2 separate regions of the Pan troglodytes genome follow, and region 1 is linked to region 2. A link is a contact called in public capture Hi-C data. All regions are on one chromosome and are shown on one strand. Each heading gives the region's core, a stretch centred on a gene start, on an enhancer-like site or on the middle of the called end of the contact. The rest is flanking DNA. Distances are from core to core; before and after follow the strand shown. Region 1 has its middle 240 kb from the start of NEDD1. Region 2 has its middle 87 kb from the start of NEDD1.

The links. Capture Hi-C pulls out chosen DNA fragments and counts their contacts.
Region 1: a capture Hi-C map of stem cell-derived neural stem cells shows a contact between it and region 2, with 3 times the contacts expected there. The contact joins two enhancer-like sites. A contact is called at or near these places in 3 of 7 Hi-C or Micro-C datasets (induced pluripotent stem cells and stem cell-derived neural progenitor cells) and 1 of 1 other capture datasets (stem cell-derived neural stem cells).

What each region holds. Positions count from the first base shown.
Region 1 is chr10:103,976,750-103,982,287 of NHGRI_mPanTro3-v2.0_pri, reverse strand. No RefSeq gene overlaps it. Among named protein-coding and RNA genes, the nearest start is that of NEDD1, 240 kb to the right of the region's middle. Within about 2 kb of position 3,532, at least 4 of the 24 cell types and tissues checked have an H3K27ac peak or open chromatin away from gene starts, as enhancers often do. A contact at or near this core is called in stem cell-derived neural stem cells, where this site is marked.
Region 2 is chr10:103,827,417-103,832,945 of NHGRI_mPanTro3-v2.0_pri, reverse strand. No RefSeq gene overlaps it. Among named protein-coding and RNA genes, the nearest start is that of NEDD1, 87 kb to the right of the region's middle. Within about 2 kb of position 2,550, at least 1 of the 24 cell types and tissues checked has an H3K27ac peak or open chromatin away from gene starts, as enhancers often do. A contact at or near this core is called in stem cell-derived neural stem cells, where this site is marked.

The DNA.
Region 1 (5,538 bases), core at 2,283-4,782, 150 kb before region 2:
AGCTCTTGAAGGGGTCTACTTTTCTTTGGTAACTATTGTTTATAAGAAATATTGTTACAGCTTTTTCCGGTTAGCCAATAATGCCAACAAGTGTTCAGGAAAGACTTTATGCTTGTCCTTCGCATAATAATTCCACCTTTGACATAATGATTTAACTAATATCTTTCAGGGCTTACACATTGTAATAATTTTTTAAAATTGGGATGTACCTTAGATATAATAAAAGATCAACTACAGCTAGTTTATCTGCACAGATATTACCATAATCATATTTTCAACCACTTTTATAACCTCTTGCATCTTTTTCTCTCTGATACCCAGGCCATGTGGTTATTCCTCTATACTTCCATGCATGAGAAGTCTGAGTATATTGGCTCAGAAAGAAAATAGAAGCCAGGCTCAGTGGCTCACGCCTGTAATCCCAGCACTTTGGGAGGCCGAGGCGGGTGGATCACCTGAGGTCACGAATTTGAGACCAGCCTGGCTAACATGATGAAACCCCGTTTCTACTAAAAATACAAAAATTAGCCAGGCATGGTGGTGGTCACCTGTAATCTCAGCTACTCGGGAAGCTGAAGCAGGAGAATCGCTTGAAGCCGGGAGGTGGAGGTTGCAGTGAGCAGAGATCATGCCATTGCATTCCAGCCTGGGCAACAAGAGCGAAACTCCATCTCAAAAGAAAAAAAGAAAAAGAAAAAGTAAAAGAAAAAAGAGTACCAATAACTTTTTAAGGCAGTTTGATAAAGAAGCGTGCAATTCTAGATCAATAGTTCTGATTCCCATGAAGCTTAAAGTAATTACACTGAGAACTGCATTTATTTGAGGAGGACAGGCCTGGTAGAGTTCTGCCATATACTTTTAAACATATATTAAATCATACTATTAAGCTATTTTAGAGAAGGAAACAGTCCAATTGTCTTGTAAAAGGTAAATTAATCAAGATAAACATCACAGCTTGGTCAAAACAGTGGGAAAGTATTCATTTATTCATTCATTCATTCAGCAGATATTTAATGAGTCAGTTCTCTCCTCAGTTCCGGAGAGACAGCAGGGAACACACCAGGCAAAACAAAGCCCTCAGCTCTTATGGAGTTCACTTTCTAGTGGAGGAGACCTACAATTAACATATAAATAAGTACAATGTAAGTATATCACATGGCGATAAGTGATATGAAAAATAGTAAAGCAGAGACAGGAATGTCGGGAGGGAACCATCTTAAATACAGCAATCAGAGAGGGATGGATGGAGAAGGTGATATCTGAGCAAATATCTATAGGAGGCAAAGGAGCCCCGTGGAAATAGATGTGGAAGAGCATTCAGGTAGGAGTGGCTGGTGCAGAATAGGAGAACGTGTCATGGACCAACAAGGACAAATATAGCCGGAGAAGAGTGGGACGAGGGAGAGTGAAAGTGTGGCACCAAGGTAGAGGAGGCCCAAGATGAAGTCCCACAGAAAACGTGGACCTGGTCCAAGTCCACTCTAAAAAGTGGCTTTTAGTCTGCGTGAGGTGGAGGGCTGTAAATTGTTTTGAGCAGAAGAGTCTCAGGACCTGACTTAAATGTGTTTTAAGGAAGCACCCTGGCTATTTGTGCTGAGAAAAGATGAATGGGGACCTGTTAGGAGGCCACTGTGATCTTCCAGACTAGAGAGGGTGAACGCTGTTCACAGCCGTGGAGGTGGAGCGATCAATTGCATTCTGGATAGTTTAAGGTAGAAACATAGAATGGGTTGATGCAGTGGATGGGGGTGAGAGTAAAAAATAATAAGCATAGGATTGACTTGATGGCTTTGGCATAAGAGGCTGAAAGACAGAAAGCATTGTTAAATATGAAAAGGAATACCAGGAAAGGGAAATGTAACATTAGACAGCGCTGATAATGTCACTGACCAAATGGAGGCAGGAAATTCTTCCCATCGTTTGTAATTACCCCAAGAAGCATGGAATGAACAGAGATGGTCCCCAAATTGAAGTGCATAGCTTTCCCCAACGTAGGTGCTTATTATATAATCTGTGAGTACAGATTATAAATATCTTCCCCCAACCCCAAATTCAGAAACATCTAATTTTTAAAAAATGGTTCTGGGAACTTGTGTTTTGTTATTAATTTCAGTCATTGGTACTTCTATCATTAGATGAAATTGTTCAATTGGAAAAAAATATGTATTCAGCACCTAAGGCAGGCCAGGCACAGAGATGGGCAATGTAGGCAGGAACATTAGGCATTGGGGACATAATTATGAATAGCATACATCTTCTTTTCTTGCTTTTTCATTTTTTCCTGGCATTTTGCAATGCACCACCCTGTTATAAATAGGCTGTTAGGACATAAACAGTACTGTGCCATCACCAATGTGGAAACTGATTTAGCTAGAAATGATGGGAAAGAATCCTGATGTGAAAGTGCCGAGTGGAGAGAAAAGAAAGGAAGGCCAGCATATGAAATTGATGTTAAATATGAAATGTGACCTAGGAGAGAGCAGGGCCATTCGTATTTACTATGTAAAATGTTTTCCATTACAGACGCGCTTCAGCTCTGCCTTCCTCTATATTAGGAAAATCAGATGTGCCACATTAGGGATTTTGCTGGGGCTCTGAGGCTCAGAAGCTCAGGGCAACTCTACATCAAAGTGTTATGGCTATGCTAACTTTAGACTGAAGGAGGAAGAAAACACAGGAGATGGATTTAAAATGTCACTAAATCAAAATGACTCTGGCAGGACACTAAATTGGCAGAATTAATCAAAGGGCTAACTTTGAGGAAATTCAGCGAGGTGAAGAGGAAAGCATCTTGCTGTCATCGGGGCTCCCAGAGATTGGGAAGCCACATTTAACACACTTCACTCACATCTTGCCACATCCCTGTCACCAGCCACCCAGAGTCACAGTAGACTCTTTCTTGGCATTTCTGATTTAGTCTTCATCTACGTAATTTAGTCCAATTTTCTTTAATCTCTCCTATCTAGTCCTGGTCTTTTCCCCTTTTCAATAAAAATTATACCTCTTTATTTTATTTTTCCTTTTAGATATGTGAATTTCATTGTATGGATCTAAAGTTATGGTGAAGCCCCGACTTCCCCTTCCCCTTTATTAAAAAACACTTATGTCCACACTGACCAGAATGTACTACCACACACAATTTCTTGTCTTACTTTTCCTTCTTTATGGTAGTAAGTTCTATAGGATTTAGGTTGAAACAATATTAAAAATGTCCCATTTTTACTAAATTATTTTGGAAATACTTAGCATGTTTTTTTTTTCATTAGTATTGATTCTGAGGAATTTTTCTTTTTTCTTTTTTCTTTTTTTTTTTACATTCATTTCTCCCATTTTTAGAGATGAGGTACTGTCACGGAGGTAAAGTACTATGAATGGGAAGTCACCCAGAGCTGGAAATTAAACCTGTAATCTTTCTTCAGCCCCTCCTGACCTTTCAGATCAATGGGATTTTACTTTTGAATGCTTTAAAGCTTCAGAGACAAATCCAATAAGGGCACTGGAATGCACCCTACCACTTCAGTCCAATATGGAACTGGAGAGACAAAGGAGTTGGCCTCTCTGTGTGCATTCTAATCAAATCTCTCACGAGTCCCCCCCAGCTAAGTGCAGGAAATCTCAAGTTTTCAGCCAGTCTTCAATTTCCTAATCACAGCCTTCAATTCTCTTCAGTCTTTATGCTTGAGCTAGCAGCCGTGGCTAGCAGGCTGTGTCCAGCTGAGCTGGCAGCCTTCTGTGCTAAGCGTCCACATTGCTGAGATGGAGATGAAGGGTGCTGCACTGGCCTGGCTCGGGAAAATCTGGCCTGGCTCGGGAAAATGTTTTGCCCTGCAAAACATTTCTCTTCCTGGCCCTTTGTTTCCACAGTGTTTACCAAAGCCAGAGCTTTCCTCTTTCATTCTTTCACTCTTGGTCATGGCTTTTTAGCACATAAACTAATAAGTTTTGGAAAAGTTATTTTAACCAAACTTACAGTGAGCCGGGCTCTCATTGACTTTTAGAAACAATTTCCATTTGACTTTCGCATTGGCCACAACACAAAAGTGATTTGTTGGGTGTCACTAATGACCTTTCTCTGGAAAGCTTGAGTCAGATCTCTGATGACAGTAAACAGCATCTGTCAAAATCTTCCTGCAGCACCTTGGAGCCAATAACAATGTTTCCGCTTCTCAATCCTGCTAAATTAACCTCATCTTACACACACACACAACCCACACACACACGTACACATATGCACACACATGTCCAATAGATTTATGCCTGTATTTTTGGCACTTTTAGTTGATGCTGATGAAAATTAGGGCATTCTAGAGAAAGAGGGAACTTATCTACCTAAAGTTCTGTAAGACAATCATTGATCCTCATTTTTCCCTTTGGTATTCGTGTTTACAGTGTGAGATTTTTAGAGACATAATTAACAATAACAAAGAGTCACTTGCCTGTCACTAGGAAGAATGGGCCATTGTATACACTGCACACTAAATTTTTTCCTAAAACTAGATGGGTAGCTATAGTCATGGGTCAAAAAACATTGGAAACAAGTCCTTCTAGACAGAACAAGGACAAAATAGTCTTGTACCATCTTTTGGAGAATAATTTTTCCTGAAAATAAATCTGTAGGGCTATTTGTCAAAAATATTATTACAATTTCAATGAGAAAAAGTTTCGTGTTCCCAACCTCCAAACTGACAGGCATTTATGTTAAAACAACATCAGATCCCATTAAAATGGGCTCAATTTTCTCAATAGTCAACATTCATTATCATAGCATAATCCAACACGGTGATTTCTCTTTATTAATTAGGCCACTAAATGGTTATTTGCCTGCTCATTTTAGGTTTTTTTTTTTTTGAGCTCTTCTCTGTTTTAGCATTAGGATAACGCTCATAAAAAGATATACAGTACCAGTGATACTCTGTTATGTGATTCAATCTTCAATACAGAAAGAAAAAATATAGCAAAGATAAACCAATGAGAACAATACAGGTGAATTCACACTCACTGAATTAGTAGACATCAGGAAGGTCACACTGTATAATATGTCTGTATAATATATCTCTAAATGACCACCAGGACTCTGAAAGGAGGAATTTGTACAAGGTGCAGATGACTGCAAGATGATCCCGAGACAATTTCACTCAAGGCGCTCAGATGCCTGTAAAGTGCACAATCCAAACTGGTCTTTATAAAAATAGGCAGAAATGCCTCAAAAGGTGAAATACTCAAGAAAATGCATTAATGAAATTCAGTATAAAGTCAAATTCTCAGAACCAAAATGGGTAAATGTTAATGACAAAGTAGAGGAGAGTGAAGGAGGGGCAATGAAGGTGACTGAGAGTTTGGGCACCTTAGTTGGCTTTGTTCTGGGTATATGTGACAAAGAAGATTGTGATACAAATCAAAGAGGCTCATGGAACTTCCTGAAGCTCATTCATGGGAAAATAAGAAGTGACTTTTTTGGGGGAGCCAGGGGCGAGTTGTCATGGATCCCTCTGAAAAATCCAATCAGAGTTACGGATCTTCTCCACACACAAAAAATAC
Region 2 (5,529 bases), core at 1,301-3,800:
CCTGGCCATTGAAATCTAGATGGAAAAGCTGTGTACCACTTCCAAACTTGGCCCCAAATAACTTCCCAGAGAATCTTCCAACTGGCTGCCTTCCTTTGTTTGCCAGTCAGGTTCCTTAGTCTTAGGGGAAAACGGTGAGATCCTACAGGAATATTAAAGCCACAGGACAGAAATAGCCCAGGTACCCGAATGAGTATGTGGAACAGAGCAACCACCACCACCAACTACCATTGGATTGTGGGTGAATGAGACATCAACTTTTACAGTTGAGCTACTGAAGTGCAGGGATTCTGTCACAGACATTAGTTTACCCTTACTAAAACAATCACATTTATGTTTTTAGCAGACTTTGCAATAGACCAAGCATTTCAAAATCATAAAGAAATACGCTCATATTTTAACAACTAACAAAAAGGCATAAGACCATAGGCCATATTTAACCTTTAAAAGACACGCTGATATGAGCTTATTTTTTCTGTGGTTTTCCATTTTCTTTTAAAAGTGAAGTATGGAAAAGGTGGGGGGAAGTCTGGTTAATTGAGAGTTTCAGGTAATTAGATTTTAATCTAATAAGTTTTTGTAACAGTTACAGGAACAAAAATGAAATAAAGTAACTAATAAATCTGAATTTTCAGATACCAAATGGATACAAAATGAAAGCCTGTGGAAATCTAAGAATTAATAGAATCACATAACCTGGAGTATTCAAAAGGTCGTGGTATTCATTTACTTTTGAAAAAAATCTGTAGGAAGAAATTCTACCACTGAGCTCGTCATTGTCCTTATTTAGGTGGTGGTTTTACAGTATAATGCAGAATTATGTATTAATGTAATGTACCACTTTCAACCCTGGCCCCAAATAACTTCCCAGAGAATCTTCCAAACTGGCTGCCTTCCTTTGTTTGCTATTCAGGTTCCTTTGACTCGGGAGAGAACACTGAGATCCTAGAGGAATATTGGAGCCAAGGGACAGAAATAGTCCAAGTACCTGAATGAGTGTGTAAAACCCTTGTTAAGAGGACAAGGTCAGGAGTCAGGGGGAGCTGGGTCAAAATCCCAGCACTGCTGCTTACTGGTTAGGAAATCATGAGTAAACTCACTCCCGGCACAATGTCGATGATACTAACTACTTCACTGGATTGATATTAGGTTTAAATGGGCTCTAAGGCACATTATAAATATTTAACATTTGCTTGTATTAATATTAATATAGTAGTTGCACATGTTTTCTTTTTTAGGAAAACTAGTTATTGCCTCCATACATAAGGAAGATCTTGAGAACTTAGGAGCCAAAACTAGCTAATATTTTTCCCAAAAGAAAGATGAGAGCCCTGGTGGTGGCAGTGCCTGGAATTCTACAGTTTACCACTGTCCTAGTAAAGCAACTAGTGTGCTAATATCTATGCATCTTTATCCTTTATCTGCCAAAGGTGAAGACCAATAGGTCTTGGGCAAGGATCACTGGTGCTTAAAGCTCCTCTGAAAATGGTAAAACTCTCCCTGTTCTTGGGGAGAAGCCTGTCTGCCTGTTATGATCCTCCAATCTCAGCCAGCTTGAGCTCATACCGAAGCCTCTCTCAAACACGCATGATCCATGAGAGGGAGCGGAGATAACTTGACGGGGCTGCATCTGCCTCCTTCTGCCTGGCCAGCCGGAGACAGCAGTGGGAGCTGCCACCTCATTTCTTTTGATAAGCTACTGAGGAGACACAGTGTCTTCCCCAGTTTTCTAAGTTTTAGTTTGAAAATTGAATTCGGGAACTTGTCAACTCTGACAGCAGAGCTTTAAAATTCAGTTCAAAGACAATCTGCTTGTACTTTATAAAATCCATCTTCTGACTTCAGAGCAATAGGATTTCTCAGAATCTTCACTATGTAGGGAATGAAAAACTTCAGTTTTCCTTCTTTCCAATTAAACTTGGGTTCTCATAAAAACCATTATGATTTTTTTCTCTTCCTACACCAGTTCTTCTCCTCTAAACTACCTCTTTCAGCAAACAGAGCTCAGCCCTACATTTCAAAAGCAAAGCTGAGACTTTTGTGCAATGCAGCCCTTTTTCATGGGCAAACACTGAGGACGAAAATAGATAATACACACGAGATTAATCACAAGCCAACACTCTACAAGTGACAGGATTCTTGACACTCGAGGTTTTAAAAATAATAATAAGCAGTCTATCAAAGAAATCACTTCCTTCCCTAAAGTTACAAAAGTCACACTTGGCAGCAGAGGCTTCCATCAGAGGCTATATTGAGAGGTAAAATTACCAGGACTCAAAGGAATAGGTCAAAACCCTAAACATGGCAGGGAACCAAAGGTAAAACCACGATCCACTGACAGATGGCAAAGGCCTGTCAATGCCTAGGAAATTACATGGTGAAATTCTTTTCTGACATTTCGTTCACACAAAAATAACAGGACCCTGAAGTTAAACAATGACATTCCGAAAGGAAACACCTCCACGGATGACACTTCTTGCATAGTTCAGCCTCCGAGGCATACACCCAAACCAGAATTTCATATTTCTCAGGTGTGTGTGGGAGGCAGTGGCGGGGAGGACAGAAGGGAAGGAGAAAATGGGGAGAGAGAGCAGAGAAAGTGAAAGCCCATATCTCTGCAGAGGGAGGAGGGAGGAGAAAGGTGACAGTTAGTTCATTTCTGTTCCTTCCCAAAGGACTTGAGCTTTCAGTTCATAGATTTTTTTTTAAGTGACATTTGAAAGGTGCTGCTATCATCCATTCATTTGGGTTCTGTTTGGCCTTTAAATGTAATATTTCAACTGAGAGTTCAAGCAGGTAGGGGCAGGGGGGAAGGTTAAGATGTTTTCATGAAAAGCAACCAAGCCAGACAGTTCCTATTGTCAAGAAGACCCCATTGAAAGCAGAAAGCACTAAAATTAGCCACTTAAGCTAATTTTACCCCTCAGGTCGAGGGGCACAAGCCCAGCTGTCCGGCCTTCCAGACCGTTTCATTCTTCTAAGCAGGAAGGAATCAAAGGGAAGCAATACTGTGATCCATAAAAATCCATTGAATGTTGGGGAGGGAAGGGTAGCTGTTTCCATTTAACCAACATGGGCAATGGAGGAAAATATTTTTCAGTAATTGGGAACTCAAGAAAGACAGAGCCCCATTAAATTCCAAAGGCAACTCCTAAGTTTTAGTTGTTAATTTCTGTCATGTTGCCTTGGTTGGAATGATGATCATTAATTATTCCTTTATGAAGATTTACTTTTAAATTTGTCTCAAACTGGCTTGAACAATGGATTTTAACTGAGTATAACTATTATATTAAAAATCAATTTCTAAAATATGAACAGTAACAGAACAGATTTTGCATTGTACAGCATTACAGAACACACACACGCACACACACACACACACTCTTACACCTCTAAAAACTTCACATTTGTTTTCTTTTTCTTTAGATAATGAACAGAACTGCTTCTTCGAGATGATACTGAATGGCCCATGTACCTCCCTTCACGCCAGCATAGGCATAACCATTTCAAAAAGGTGATTATAAACAATATCTTATATTCTGATGTTCCTTCCCTCCTGAAACTTCAGACTAAAGAGACTGAGTTTCCCCAGTGAGTCTCGGAAACACAAAACAGGATGTTTAATTTGTTTAAGTTTCCAGAGCAATTTACCGGAGACAAAAATAAAATACCATGGCATTTTGCTGGCACCTTAAAAAAAAGAAAGCTTGTCTTGGAAGTACAATGAACCTCATGAGATCTCAAACACGAATCCTCTATTTGTATGCTCACATATTTTTATGATTTTGTTCACTGAAGAACAGTTTAACATATTCCAACCCATGCACTTAGTGAAAGAAAAGCTTCCAACAAAACAGGTCTTTTTACGAGGCAGCCCCCAAGGTCTCCAACAGCTAAACAGACGCAAGTAGCTACGTACAGTCCCTATTCTAGCTGTGGTAATCAAATGATATGTTCACTGGATCATCTTAATTTGAAAAAAGGTTCTCCTGTTTAATAAAATACAGCACCAAGCTCAGTGTCAGCCCTGAGTTTAAAAATCTTTAAAGAAAACTTCTATGCCTGTGAGTAAGGTACTATCATCTATGCTTTCATTATTTTAAAATGAAGCTTAAAATGAGAATAATTACTTTTTTAAAAGAAAAGAAATTATTTATCTGCAGCCCCTAGCTTAGATATTGTGCAAAACAGCCCAAGGAGGTCAAAGGCAGACACTGTTAAAAAGATGGTAAGTCACTTTATTTTTTTTTTTAATCTTGCTCTTCAGGATTTTCACTTGATCTGCAGCCACTGATGCCCTACCAGCTTGGAAAATGTTTTATTTCCTTGCTTTGGAGTGAATTCTCAGGCAATCATTTGCTTTATTGATTCTGCTCATTATCGCAGTGGTTGCTTGCCTTAGGTCCCTGGAGGTCAAGGCAAGAAACCAAATATGTATGTGGATCTCTTTTCTACTGCTTCTGCTTGCTCTAATTTGACCCTCAACCACCAGAAAGCTACATAAGAACCATATTTAGGATTTGTAAGGTACTGTCTACTTAGAAGGCACCAGTTGACACATGTATGTTAACCAACTGCCGGTTATTCCACATCACTTTAGAGTTCTTTGATTGCAAGCAACAGAAAATATCTCTGGATAATCAAAGGGAAAAAAGACTGTATCAAAAGCGAGTAAAATGGAGAATATATTGAAAGGCTGAAGACCCCAGCACACACAAAAGTAGGAATGAAGAAAGGTCTGAGGAAGTCTAGCTATCAGGCACAACTTGACAGTCTTAACTAGGCATTGCTACTCAAATAAATAAGTCAAGTCATTTTTTGAGTTTGTCACATATCATATCACTGAAGTTTCTGAATTCCAGAGGAAAAGGTCCTGTTGGCACTACTGATATTTTGGACTAGAAAATTCCTTGTGGTGGGTGGCGGGGGGTGGGGGCGGCTGTCCTGTGCATTGTAGGGTATTGAGTGGCACCCCTGGCCTCTACACACTAGATGCCAATAGCACCCCCACTAGCTGAGACAGAATGTCTCTAGACTTTGCCCAGTGTCCACTAGTAGGCAAAACTACCCCCAGGTGAGAACCACTGGCTTAGATTTAATCAACAACTGCCCACCTCATGGCTTACAAAAGGCCAGGTACCTTGATATACAACCCTATAACACAAAGAAAAGATGGATTAGTTTCCAAAACAGAAACTGGGATATTGTTTCCTAGAGGAATTAGCGCTTGCTGTGCATTTCAATATTTGTAAGTAGAAAGCTGAAAAAGATTATGGTTTTTTAGCCTGTGTATTCAGAGAACAGAAAAAAAAATGGAATTAAAAAATATTTGAAAACAAATCATAGAAAAAGTAATGCATCAAAATGCTGTATCAGTCCTTCACAAAGCTTTTATGGTTAGAATTTGTGTGCTGAAAAAGCACAATCCTGGTAAAATTGGTGTTCTTTTCTATTTTTATCCAAATTATCTGCATTTCCCTATCAGCTTTTAAATCCTGCCAGATATTTTTCCAACTCTTGGTATCTATG